2 separate regions of the Pan troglodytes genome follow, and region 2 is linked to region 1. The links are chromatin contacts, called in public Hi-C maps. All regions are on one chromosome and are shown on one strand. Each heading gives the region's core, a stretch centred on a gene start, on an enhancer-like site or on the middle of the called end of the contact. The rest is flanking DNA. Distances are from core to core; before and after follow the strand shown. Region 1 holds the start of CDON (cell adhesion associated, oncogene regulated). Region 2 overlaps RPUSD4 (RNA pseudouridine synthase D4).

What was found. Hi-C and Micro-C count contacts between places; a contact is called where the count stands out from the background.
Region 2: a contact with region 1 is called in a Hi-C map of stem cell-derived neural progenitor cells, with 4 times the contacts expected there. The contact joins the enhancer-like site here to the promoter of CDON in region 1. A contact is called at or near these places in 2 of 7 Hi-C or Micro-C datasets (induced pluripotent stem cells and stem cell-derived neural progenitor cells) and 1 of 1 datasets of contacts at active chromatin or transcription factors (stem cell-derived excitatory neurons).

The regions. Positions count from the first base shown.
Region 1 is chr9:127,992,981-127,995,822 of NHGRI_mPanTro3-v2.0_pri, reverse strand. It overlaps CDON (cell adhesion associated, oncogene regulated), which reads left to right and starts at 1,329. Exons shown (of 20, transcript XM_009424449.5): 1 at 1,329-1,620.
Region 2 is chr9:128,120,732-128,123,457 of NHGRI_mPanTro3-v2.0_pri, reverse strand. All of the region lies in intron 7 of RPUSD4 (RNA pseudouridine synthase D4), which reads left to right. Among named protein-coding and RNA genes, the nearest start is that of RPUSD4, 21 kb to the left of the region's middle. Within about 2 kb of position 1,312, at least 3 of the 24 cell types and tissues checked have an H3K27ac peak or open chromatin away from gene starts, as enhancers often do. A contact at or near this core is called in stem cell-derived neural progenitor cells, where this site is marked.

The DNA of each region.
Region 1 (2,842 bases), core at 80-2,579:
CGCCATTGCACTCCAGCCTGGGCAACAAGAGCACCCCAGCCTGGGCGACAGAGTGAGACTCCGTCTTAAAAAAAAAGTTGTGTTTTTTTTTTTTCCCTCCTGTACTGACTTTCTTTCCAGGGGCTTTACAAAAACCCTGAATCTAGCTAATGCAGAAAGCTAACCTGCTTGAACAATACCACACTTTCAAAGCATTTCTTTTTAAAATTCACGTAAGAAGGTAAGGGAGGACTGGCATATTTCTCCTGAAGTTCAGTACTGAGTATTTATAAACTTAACTATTATTAGGGCTCCTTTTGTAGTTAAGCTAATAGTAAGTAATGATGATGGGGAAAAAAGAGCTAACTGCTAATAATAACAATTTATAAAGAAGTTACAGTCCTTGAATGCCCACTGAGTGGCAGGTGCTTTTCACAAAGTATCGTATTTATGCTTCACAGCAACATTTTGAATAGAAATTTATTTTTCTTTTTTCTGTTTGAACAACTGAAGTTCATTGAGTTCAGATAACTTGGGGCAGGTCCAACGGACGAGTTGGAAAGACTCTGGGGCCAAAGGCCACCAGGACACACCACGCCTCTCCTAGCCCCTGAGTTTTGCTACCTGCTTGCGTGTATGTGCAGGCAGGGCGGGTGGGTGGTGGTGGGGGAATCAGATGAAGCTGCCTAAGGAACTAAACATGGAAAGTGGTGGAAAGGAGAAGGAGGTATAAGCGGTGGGCCGCCGGAACCCTAACAGAGACCAGGCAAGAACCGGGAGAAGGGATGCACCCGTTGGCGGCTCAGAGAACTTAGGTAGAGGCGAGGGGCGGGGCGGGGCGGAGCGAGGGGCGGGGCCGGAGCGAGGCTAGGGCGGGGCCTCGGGGGACAGAGTCGACCATTTGGAGACCTGCCAGAAGAGCCGCCTCTCCAAGGGAATGAAAGGTGAGGGGAGCGTGAGTGCAGGCATGATGGGAATCTCCGTGACTTGGTAAGGCAACTCATCCTTACCTGTCCTAAACCCAAGAAGAGCCTCTTCTATGCTCCTCTGGGGTATCTCTCTTGCAGAGTAGGCAGGTCAATGACGAGGAGAGGGTCCTGCCCAGAGCGTGCCCCCCTCCGTCACTTGGTACGTCCCGTGCCCCCGCCGCTGATCTGGCAGGCTGCGCGCGCACCCTCCGGCTGGGTGCGGGCCGGCGGGGCGCGGCGGCCTCTACGGCCCGCCTCCGTCAGTCTTTCCCCGGTCCCTCCTCCCGCTGCTCGCGTGCTCCGGGCCGGCCCAGCACCCGCCGAGTTACGTGCCCGCGCTCCCCGGCGGGGAGGAGCGCAGCCGCGGGGGCGCGCCCCGGTGACTCCGCCCCCCAGCTCCCCTCCCCTGAGCCCGGGAGCCCGGCTCGCGCGGCTAGGTGCGAGGAGACCCGGGACCCCACGCACGCCCGCCCGCCCTGCCCAGCGCCCCCGCCCCGGCGTGCGAGGCGTCGTTCCCTCCTCTGCCCTGCGCGGTGCATGGAGGGGCCCGTTCGGATCGCAGCCGCCGCCACCGTAGCCGCCGTCGCGCGCGCGCGGTGGGATGACCTGGGGGTGGCTTTCCGAGCCGGTTGCAGCGCAGGAGGTCTGGAGGCTTAGCCAGCCCCGCGGAGAGGTGCGGGGGCGGGGGTCCCGCCGCAGGGTCGGATGGAGGGGTGGCGCGCGGGCACTGGGCTTGGGGGGCCTTGGCTTAGGGGACGGGAGGTCCCGGGGACGGGCGGGCCGGCGTTCCCCGGAGGGCGTGGGGGTCCAGGGCTGCGTGCGGGGTCTGGATGCTGATGCCTGCCCGGCGGGGAGCCCCGGCGTTCCGCGTCCTCGGGGGCTCGGAGGCACCTCGCGGGAGGAGGCGGGGTGAGGTGTCAGTGACAAGACGAAACCTCTTCTTGACGATGGTCCTCGGGGGCAGGTGAGATGCCGCAGAGCGGGGAGCTAGGGCGCCCGCGCGTTTTCCCAAGGGAGCCGGGTCCCTGGCCTCTCAATCTCCATCCCTGCAGAGCGCCCGCGAGAGACAGTGATTTATGTGTAGGGAGAAGCAAGAGAAGTTTCCTGCACAATGTATCTTTCTCTGCCTTCACAAGACTCAGTGACTTCCCAGCCCCAGGGAGTGTATTTTTCCTTCTCCTCTGTGAAGCCTTCTGTGGACTGCATTATCATTTGCTAAATACATTACAGCTCGCTATTTATTTCTGTCGGCAGCTTCCGGACCTTTGTTGCTTTCTCTCCACATCTAGGAATTTCAGCAATAAATCACTGAGGGGGATAGATAGACTCTCTTGCCCTTCCCTTCATTGTTCTCCCGAACCCCACCAAATCAGGTGGAAGGCTCTCCAAAAGGAGCTGTTTCCAGAATGCCTGCCCTTCCTCATCAGGACGACAGAGGGTGGCAGGTGCTTTAAGGGCAGACTGCTTTCCAGTGGGAATCCAGAATTTAGAGAACCTCATCAACAGAAAGTCAGCCTTTGTGTCCCAAACCAGACACCTTGAAAAACAGGAGGTTGGACTAAAAGCTCACATGAGATTTATTTTCAGGCCTATGCTAGTAAAGATGAAAGACGCCAAGTCAGTGAATTCTGATTCCTTTCGGCGCTGATAACATAACCCTCAGATTCCCAACTGACACTTGGCATACCTAGTGGACAGTGTCTCCAAGGAGAGGAAGGTGAGGAGGGTGTTAGAAAATGAAATGAGTTTATTGTCAGCATAATTCTAAACATTCTATGACATTTTATAGTTCTCCCCCACCCTCAGTCTATTTTTAGCTGAAAATTTGGGGATAGTTCAACTTTTAAGATAAGATGAAAGAAAACCTTCAAAAAATTTTCTGGAAATTTTAAATT
Region 2 (2,726 bases), core at 63-2,562, 130 kb before region 1:
GCCTGTGATCACAGCTGAGACTCACTCTTCCTTTCCCTACTCCCACACGGACCCCCGAAAGCCAACACTTGTGGTAATTTCTGCATTCGACCTTTGTGGCCTATGTGGAGCCTGTTATGTTTAAAAGCTCCCCATAATAGCCTTGTGAGGGATATACTATTCTTCCTTGTTTTTATTTCCATTTTACAGATGATGAACATGAAGCCCAGAGTGGTCCATTGATTTCCCGAGGCCACATCTGTACACAGCAGAACTAGGTTTTGACCCATCCGTCTAACTTGGGAGCCCCACTCTTAACCTGTGTTTCTCCAGTGAACCAGGTGCTGAGAGACCAAAAGAGAAGTCCCGATTCTCCTCTCTCCAGCCTTCCCAGATCCCAGCCAGGGATGAGCGAGTGTACACTTGGAGCAGGAAGGCAGGTCTCCTAATGGAAAGACAAGGCAACTGGGTTCTTTTTAAATTCTGCCGCTAGCTAGCTGTGTCACCATCTTTCCAGACCTCAGTTTCCTCACCTGTAAAATGGGCAGTTGAGACAAAGTTGATGATCTCAGTCTCTAGATAAGACAATCTCTGAGATCCTTTCTAGTTTCAAGACCCTAAGTCTGGTTATGCCGAGATTACTTATTCGGGAGAAGACACAACACCCCTAATCCCTTACTAGAACCCACAAATTCAGCATCTCAGAGAAGGGCAGTGTAGAAACTCAATGTTTGGATCCAGTTTAGAAATCCAGACTGTACTTGGAAGTGAAGCCTCCCAGAAGGGACCTGGACATCGGGCCTTTTACTATCCTGCCCGGGCCCTTCCCGTCCTTTCTGGGGCCTGGCATCCCAGGCAGTGACTGGTCACACTGCAGCTTGCCATAACAAAATATCACAGTTTGCTGGGGCTGCCATAACGAAATATCACAGCCTGGGTGGCTTAGACAACAGAAATTCATTTGCTCATGGTTCTGGAGGCTGGAAGTCCAAGATCCAGGTGTTGGCAGGCTTGGTTTCTCTGGAGGCCTCTCTGTTGCTGATGGCTGCCTTCTCTGTGTGCGCTCACACAGCTTCTCCTCGGTGTGGCCTGTGGTCTGATTGCCTCTTCTTACAGGGACACTGGTCAGAGTGGGTGAGGGCACGTCCTCGAGGCTCCATTTCAATGGACTCACCCCCTTAAAGGCTTATCTCCAAGGGTCGTCACATTCTGAGGTACTGGGGTTGAGGCTTCAACACAGGAATTTGGGAGAGACAGTCAGCCCATAGCACACACCAGCCACTGCTGGGGAAGGTGGTCACAGCAGCAGAGGCTGGCTTCTATCGGACACTGGCCGCGAGCCAGGCACGGTGCTGGGGCTGTGCTGTGTAAGCTCATTGAATCCCGCAGTGCTTCCACAAAGGAGATATTTCAGAGATGAGGAAATCAGCTTGGGCAGACTGCCTGAGGGCACGCACCTAGAAAGCCAGGAAACAGGCCTGGACGCATGGCCTTACCCACGGTGCTATGTTGCTGCCCGATTAGATTTCTAGCACTTTCTCTAGAGGAGGAGGGTCATGCGGTTACGCTTTTTGGGGCCATTAGTCTGTTTTTCTAGAGTCCTAATGGGAATGAAGAACAGCCCTAACTCTGCTATTCTGACTGTAGTTTGGGGGAGAACTAGGAAAGGAAAAGCAGAAAAAGGGGGTCAGTTCCTCCACACTGCATATGGAGAAGGGCATTCCAAGCTGAATTAGTGGCTTTGACTCCGGAGAGGGCAGGCCGTGCCCAAGTGGTTGTTAGAACCTCAGGAGCACATGTGAGGAGCTCCCAGGCTAGCTTAGGAGATGGCCTCGGAAATGGGAGGGGGCACAGTTGTTTCCCAAACTGGGCGGGACTTGGGGAACCCCCATCTGGGATTGTCCACCATAGATGTGAAGACCAAGGGCTCAGGGAGTGAAGGTCATGGCAGATACCCCCAGCCAAGGTGGCTGGCCTGGGAGTGGGAAGATGCCAGGAGAACACAGCATGGCCAGCAGCTCCCTGGGGCTGTCCGACAGCTCCTGAAGGGCCTTGGGTTCCACACGGAGTGTGGGGTGGTTTGAAGGTGTTGGCATGAAGCCAGTGCTCCTTGGTTCCTGGTGTGGGGGCCAGAAGCTCAGAATACTGGGGCTAAGGGAAGCCCCTACATCTGACATCAATTCCTTTCTCTGTCCCCAAATGGGGGCTGGAGTGGGGAAGGGTTGAGGTTGTCATGTCCAAAGCTCTTTCCTTCTCATCCTCCTAAGCACCCAGCATCACTCATCCCTGGACAATTTAGCTGCCATCAGCACCTGCTGTTTGGTGCAGAAAGAGGGGAAGGGGAGGTCAGAGGAGGGAGGAGAGCAGAGGGGACACCAGAGGCTTTGTTCCCAGGTGCCCACCTCCTAGGGAGGGAGGGGTGGGGGTCAGTGGCAGCCCCATGCCCTATCTGGCAGGCAATCCTGTGTCTGAGTTTGGGAATTAAGCTGTCCTCACCTCTCCAGCATGAATGAGGCCTGGGGGACTGTGACAAGAGCTGTCAGTGCTGGTATCCTGTGCCAGTAATCGCTGAAAAGGCCAGGCAGCTCAGGACGCCTGGGAAAGATGGGATGGAGAGGGCAGGGTCCAGGGCCTGCTGGGGAGGGGCCAGACAGGAACACAGACACCTTTGTGTGCACCTGATCAGTGCCAGCCACTGGCTGCTTCCTGTCGGAGGGGCTTTGTCCCTGTCCTGTCTCCCGTGCCTG